2 separate regions of the Bicyclus anynana genome follow, and region 1 is linked to region 2. Evidence: chromatin contacts called from public Hi-C data. All regions are on one chromosome and are shown on one strand. Each heading gives the region's core, a stretch centred on a gene start, on an enhancer-like site or on the middle of the called end of the contact. The rest is flanking DNA. Distances are from core to core; before and after follow the strand shown. Region 1 overlaps LOC112052505 (arfGAP with SH3 domain, ANK repeat and PH domain-containing protein). Region 2 holds the start of LOC112052505 (arfGAP with SH3 domain, ANK repeat and PH domain-containing protein).

Region 1 (3,700 bases), core at 815-3,314, 47 kb after region 2:
CACATTTAATGTAAGGAAGCTAAAACTGTATGAATTTTCATCTAATTACGATAAAAAATTTTTAGTAGTTTTTGAAATTTTATAATCTCATTTATTTTGCAAATATCCAGACAATATTTGCTTTTTATGTATAAATTAGTTAACATTGACCCTATTTACCCGAATGTATCATAAAAATCAATATATTCAAACCTAGTCATCATCCCCATTGTTAGTTTCATAGGCTATATTTTGTCTCCGTATTCGCACGGGAACGGGAACTACGCAAGTGAAAATGCCGGGTGTCGGCTACTTTAGATATAAACACTTACATACACAGTATAAATGTAATTACGCACATAAATAATTCAAATACGATAGTGTAATGGTTGAATTCAATATTGTAAAGGAGCGAATGTATAATAAATAACAACAATCTTTGTATCATTATGCGTCATATTAAAATGATGGCATAGTTGTCCAGCATTATGACTGAGCGGGTTTTATTCATTAGAAGCAGTTTACGGTTACCTTTCGAGTGTACCTGGTGTGACGCCGAACCGCTCTGCTGACTCCATTTCCTGATGAGATTTGATCCTATGCGTGTACGTTTCTATCCGTTCTAGTTTCTAAATGTTATTATATCTCATATATTCATGTTATCCTAGTACCTATTCTTAAGACTTGTCTCAGATTTGAAACCTATGCGTGTACGTTTCTATCCGTTCTAGTTTCTAAATGTTATCATATCTCGTATATTCATGATATCCTAGTACCTATTCTTAAGACTTGTCTCAGATTTGAACCTATGAGTGTACGGTTCTATCCGTTCTAGTTTCTAAATGTTATCATATCTCGTATATTCATGTTATCCTAATACCATAAGACTTGTCTCAGATTTGATCCTGCATGTAAGTTTCTACCCGTTCTAGTTTCTAAATGTTATCATGTCATTGTCGTACCCACTCTTAGTACAGTCTTTCCCGACTAGTTGGGGTGAAATAGGAATATTGGTCATGTTTAAAAGATATGGCAAATAAACTATTAAAAAAAAACTAGCGGACGCGCGGGATTCCGGGTGAGTTTCTATTTTTTTACGCGGGAACAATTAACTTTTCTAAGATAAAAAGTAGCCTAAATTCTGCTCCAGGGTCCAATTTATCCCTATAACCATACAAATCGGTCCAGTGGTTGAGCCGTGAAAAGGTAAAAGACAGACAAATATATAGACTTACTTACAAACTATGATAGTGGAAGATAACTTCTATTATAAATATACTAAAAAGTTCAAGAAGGGGGAAGGTCCGACGACAAGATGAATCTGGTTTAAGTCTGCCATTGTCGTTTCCTTTCTTTGTGCGAAGTTTGAATGGAAAAAGTTGGTTATAAAGTCTTGTCAAAGGAAAGTTCGGAACAAAATATAAATCAATAAACTATTTCGTCTAGAAAATTCCGTGAGAAAAGTTTGCTGTTGATAAATTGTCTCTATAGATTGCTAAATGATAAATGAATAAAGTGAATCATTTTTAACAAACCTTACTTTTGGCTTTTATTATTAGAACGAACGTTATTCTATGCGGTTAACAGGAAATAAACTGAAGACGAAGGGTTGTAAATATAAATAATTTGCAACAATAATCAAGTTATGCATTTATTAACAGGTTTACAATCAATCGTTGTTGTCTATAGATACAACTTAATAACAATTTATAAATCAATATCGTCGGTCTAGATGTGATACCTCGTAACTAACAATTTTTGGTAAAAATTGATTTTTATGCAGAAAGCTTCAATCAGCTTTTCCGGTGGTAGCCCGTAAATATCTTGTAGTACGTACATTAAAAAAGTTTTTGGTCGCATAAAACGACTTTTAGTGATACCTAAATGATGTTTCTTGTCTCTCCTGTAAAGTTCTTCAGTTTGCACATACGAGCTATCACATCTAGACCGACGGCGACGATATACTATATAAAGGATAGCCAGGAGTACGTACGAGAGCTAGTGTTATTAATGATGGAAAAGTGGTTGGTGTTTAGTTAAGCCGATGCGATACAGTAGCGTCAGGTCATCGACCGGCCTTGCGCCGCGCAGGGCCGCTGCCGTGCCGTCTTGACCCTCGCTTTGTTCTGTGACTGTTCCGCCGAGAACAGTCCTGGCTTCGGTGTAAACCTCAGACCAATTATTGTATAACCTGCCTCGCTAGACGTTACTTTTCTGTCAAAGTATATGGTCAACGATCTAATGCGATTATAAAAACTGTTTCTATAGAATCGATGTTAAGTAGTTGTAATCGTGTTCGTCGGTTAAAGAGCTCCGTAAAAATACCTTTTGTGTAATTGAATTGTGTAAAAAACGGGCAAAAACTTCTAGTTTAGTATAAAATATATACCAAATCTTAGCTCGTTTTCCTCAGAAAATGACAGACAATTTTGTTCGTGACTGTGAATGCGATACAGGTCCTCCTATAATTGGTCTGAGGTATAAACCCACCCACGCGCTCGCAGCCTGTGCCTGTTTGCGCATAAGCTATTGGCTGACTGTTTTGTAAGTAACAGAAACTTCGGATGTGATACCGCTATAGACAAATTCTATTAACGTTATCCATTTGCAAACTATATACTAACGGACGCCCGCGACTACGTCCGTGGAATTTAGTTTTTCGCCAGTTTCGCTAAAATTATATCCAGGGTATTGTCTACCTTCGTCTTAAATTTCAGCCAAATCAGTTCAGTAGTTGCGACGTTAAAGAGTAACAAACGTGCAAACAAACTTTCTCGTTTATAATATTAGTAGGATTATCAACTAGCAGACGCCCGGTGCTTCGTATGCCTAAAATTCAGTTATTCACAAATCCCGCGGGATTTTTTCGGGATAAAGACAGATCACACAGGAATAAACTCCTCTGTTTCCCAGTGTCGCATTAAAATCGTTCCAACCGTTCCAATGATTAGCCCGGACAAACAGACGAAATTTTTAAAAAAAGTTTGATTGTGCATTGGTGTCATAATCACTTGATAAAACTTGGTTATTTTGTAATCACAGATAGACACTTCAATTTTATTTAAATGTTCGATGTTCGATCAACAAGTGTGCAACTGTGCAATGTTATAGATAAGTTAATGGTATTTAAGGATAAAGTTGTAGGAAAAAAATCAAATAAATTCCCCAATCATATGGCCATGCGATAACTACATATAAACATAGTGTGAACAGCCGGCGAGACGCCAAGACGAGTGCACAAGGTCGTGTATATTATTGCACAACTATGAAATATAAATCTGGTTCCACTATGGCACGATGCGCGTACTCGTGCGTCATCGAATACAATTTTAACTCGCGGAAGGGCGAGCAATTTGTATTTCTACAGAGCGATCTGCCGGTAATACTGACGCCTTGTTAACTTGGGACTCCGGATGCGTTTAGGGAATCCCACGCACCATGTGGCGTCTCCCAGTCTGCTAAACACGTTCGTAATAGTCATAGGCAGTGGCGTGTGTAAGGTATGCATTATAAGTAAAAATTGGAAAATTCCTTTTCCGACTAAGTACGTATTTGGTCCAACGTTTGTATTCCTGTATTATGTCCTTGGGGTAGGCAGACCTTTTTTGCATCTGTGAAGTGCACGTCATTGGTAGTAGGATTCCGGTTTGCCAAAAGTTAAGTATGCAGTTACTAAAGCGTCATAGGGACTGATTAGATGATAGGAAGAATAATTGGTTAT
Region 2 (3,606 bases), core at 902-3,401:
ATTCATATTTATGAGAAAACAGATTTTATATACCTTCTGTAACTCAAGATAATCTTTTTCAACTTCTTCAGAAAGTTTTACAGCCTGATCTAACTTTTCCAACAGTACAGGAAACACTGCAACTGAACTTTTTGTGATTTTTTCAACTTGTGTGTCTTTGATGTCTGTTAAGTTTTCGAGAATTGCAAACAAGTTTTCCACTTCTCTGTCACCTCTCTTTTCCTATAAATAAAAAAAAAATTGATTAAACATTAGAGAGACTTACCCTAATAGGGGGAGGGGTAGGGGGGTCTCCCCTACCTTAATCTTAAAGCGAGGAAACTGATAGTTTTTTTTTATGAATTTAAAAAATAATAATATTAGATAATAATTATATACAATAATAGTTCAATTACCTCAAATTCTTTTAACATAAACTTAATTTCACCATTGAGGAAAGGGCGATGGTCAAATAATCTTGACCAGACTTCACTAATTTCTGTAAAGAAAATTAAAAGTATTTATACTTTCCAAACATTTTACAATCGTTATTACCTATGAAATCTTATTATGTAAGTATACTTTTTTCAAATAGAGTAGTATTTAGGAATTCTAAGGAAAATTAAATGTTTAAAATATTATGAACAAACCCCGTGACAGCTCCGTCATTATTTTTTGAACTGCGTTGCCAATATCTATTTTTCTAATTCCCCATAAAATAAGTGAACTTCCCCAAATATGGCAAAAAAAATATTTATTATAAAATATTTCATTCCCTGCCAGCAGAAATAAAGGATAAAGTAAAATTAATTTAGTTTTTATTCATATTATTCATTGGGGCTTTTGCCATTTTAAAATTCCATTTTTTAATTTTATTACTTATATAATATTAATAGGATAATTTACCATTTTTTGACAATCACCCTGGGTATTACTGAGTATATTTTTATCGAGTTTATAGTAGTCGTTAGGATATATAGTATAGTTGAATATATCAAAAACGTTTCACTTAGCGATCAAGATTTCAGGAATGACCAAAACACTCTCACATACCTAGAGCTATTCCACATGCCAACCAATGCGAAAACAACACATGGCACACAACGATCCTTCTAAAGATATAGATCAAAATAACAAAAGTACTGTTACGATCTATGTATTTTGTTTTACTGATTACTTGAAAAAAAATGGTTCTAACATTAGATGCAATTCCCCGCAAGTTCAGGAACTCCTTACAAGTTGGCAATGCTGACTTGATATACATTTCTATAGTCTATGACACAACGTAGACAGATTATATTTATTTAATCTCCTTCTACGATTTTTTGATCAATGTTGATTACTCTATGACAGATAGAGTAATCAAATAAGGAGATGCATCGCACGATCAGACCAGATACAACATATGGGTTTACAGTTTGGATCGTGCCGCGATGCAAGAACCAGCTCATGACTAAGGGCCCCGTATGGGTTCGAAACTAGTCGGGCATACTCCGACCTAATATCACGTGAGTTTTAGCCGTGTTTCATAATCAATTAATGGGTTTACTCAAATTTACTAATAAAATTATGTCCTTTTTTTAAAGGAGGACTAGATAAACCCACACATCGAAAATTATTAAACACCAACAAATATATTTTGTGTCCTTTCACACAACTATAAATTTGATTCGCAAAACACTTCGTGTAATTTCTACACTTATCAACAGACATAACGTTTAGACATTAATTAAAAATTTGACGTGATTAAGTAATTTATGTAAGTTACATTTCCATTATATAAAATACAACCTTTACTTAAATGTCAATATATAATTATTAGAATGATGAAACGTAACTTCATCTTTTAGTCAACTAGAAGTTGTTGGCCATTTTTTATGCCGTTTAAGTACACAAACCATAATTTTTAAGGAGTTCTTTAAACGAAAAAACGATTACAACAATAAGACATCGATTCTTTATAAACAGTTTTATTAACGCGTTAGATCGTTGATCTTTTACTTTGACAGAGGGGCAACCTCTAGCGAGGTAGAGCAGGTCCATTTACAGCCCACGTCTGAGCTCTGTCATTGACCCTATTTACTTTGACAGTTGTCTATAGTCAATATCCAGTCATTTCATTCACAATCGTTCGCCATTCTATTTCTTACAACATCACTTCATTCAATTCAATTAGTTTTAGTTTGTTCATTCATGATTACAGAGATGGATGTGTTTGTTTGCTAACTTGATGCGAAATTGTTTTTATTTTGCGCAGTGATTTGTGGTTAACAAAATGTGTTCCCTTTAAATTGAGTATTTAGAAAAATGTTTTTTGTAATGTGTTTGGTTTTAATTGAATGATTATCGAGAATTCGTTTTAGTGCAAATAAAATATTGTGTTATAATGCCGGGTCTTATTGGTATCGGTGAATTTATTGACGAAACTCGAGAGGATTACAGTTCGCCAACCACCTCTACGTTTGTTTCGCGTATGCCACAATGCCGGCAAACTATCAACGCTTTGGAAGAGGTGAATACTATGCTAATCACTATTACGATATTTTCACATTTACAAATTGAAATCGAATCGTTTACGATAAATAATTGAAAACGTCACGTATTTCCTGACGAGACCTTGTTTTGAAAAGCTTTTTTATTTAATATATTTCCGTTGTGGTAAAATAACCATATTATTCAACCACAATATTCCATTGTGGGTAATAAGTACAATTTTATTAGTATATACGTAATAGGAAACGTGATAATATTATATTATAACCAAATAACAGCTTTATCAGCCAAAAAATTTGTGTAAACATCGATTGTGTAAATTGATATTTTATAGACTAGACTAACGTTCCAGTGATGACTAACAAATATAACCGCCAAGCGATATAGCGTTCTGGTACGATGTGGTGCAAATACCAATATTATGAGAACTGTCTAAAACTGCCACGCTGATATTTGATATGAGGGTATCGCCACTTGCCATTAAGAGTAGTTGCATCCAGAAGTAACTGAAATATATTTCAATGAATTTAAATTCCAACGAAAATCACTTCCTTATAAGATCCACTTTTAACCTAGCTCATGTCTAATGTCTTTATTATTAGATCTCTTCTGTTTAATTAACAACCCATATTCAGCTAACTGTTGAGCATGAGTATCCTCTCAGAATGAGAGGGGTTAGGCCTTAGTCCACCACGCTGGCCCAGTGAGGATTGGCAGACAATGCACACAGAGAATTAAAAAAATTCTCAGGTATGCAGATTTCCTCACAATGTTTTACTTTACCATATTTCATATCAACTGGGCTATCATGTCTAAAATCCTGGGAATGTTTAGCTTTTCACGAAGATTAAGAGGTACCTATGTTATCTTGGTTTTTCTACCATTCAAAAGGTTTTGTAAGACTCAACAGTAACAGATGCTAAGTTTTTGATGATATGATTAAGATAAATGATATCTCATGATACCCCATAGAAAATGTAAAAAATCATGTTATTATTACTGAAAAATTGAGGTTCTAGACCTTTAAAACCCATTATGTCCTAAAATCACAGGCCACCAAAGTCTTAACTCCATAGTTGCCTACAGTAGTCTGTACATAGCTAGTAGACGATTAGCCAAACAAAAATGGAATGA

Evidence for each region. A called contact is a pair of places that touch in the nucleus more often than the background predicts.
Region 1: a Hi-C map of whole larva shows a contact between it and region 2, with 5 times the contacts expected there. The contact joins the enhancer-like site here to the promoter of LOC112052505 in region 2. A contact is called at or near these places in 2 of 2 Hi-C or Micro-C datasets (whole body and whole larva).

The regions. Positions count from the first base shown.
Region 1 is chr1:6,583,412-6,587,111 of ilBicAnyn1.1, forward strand. The region is part of intron 4 of LOC112052505 (arfGAP with SH3 domain, ANK repeat and PH domain-containing protein); the gene reads left to right. Among protein-coding and RNA genes, the nearest start is that of LOC112052505, 46 kb to the left of the region's middle. Within about 2 kb of position 2,065, at least 8 of the 8 cell types and tissues checked have open chromatin away from gene starts, as enhancers often do.
Region 2 is chr1:6,536,656-6,540,261 of ilBicAnyn1.1, forward strand. It overlaps LOC112052505 (arfGAP with SH3 domain, ANK repeat and PH domain-containing protein), which reads left to right and starts at 2,152. Exons shown (of 17, transcript XM_052884275.1): 1 at 2,152-2,491. The coding sequence starts at 2,366. LOC112052510 (biogenesis of lysosome-related organelles complex 1 subunit 5) reads right to left here and starts at 690. Exons shown (of 4, transcript XM_024091621.2): 1 at 630-690; 2 at 396-478; 3 at 34-222. The coding sequence starts at 648.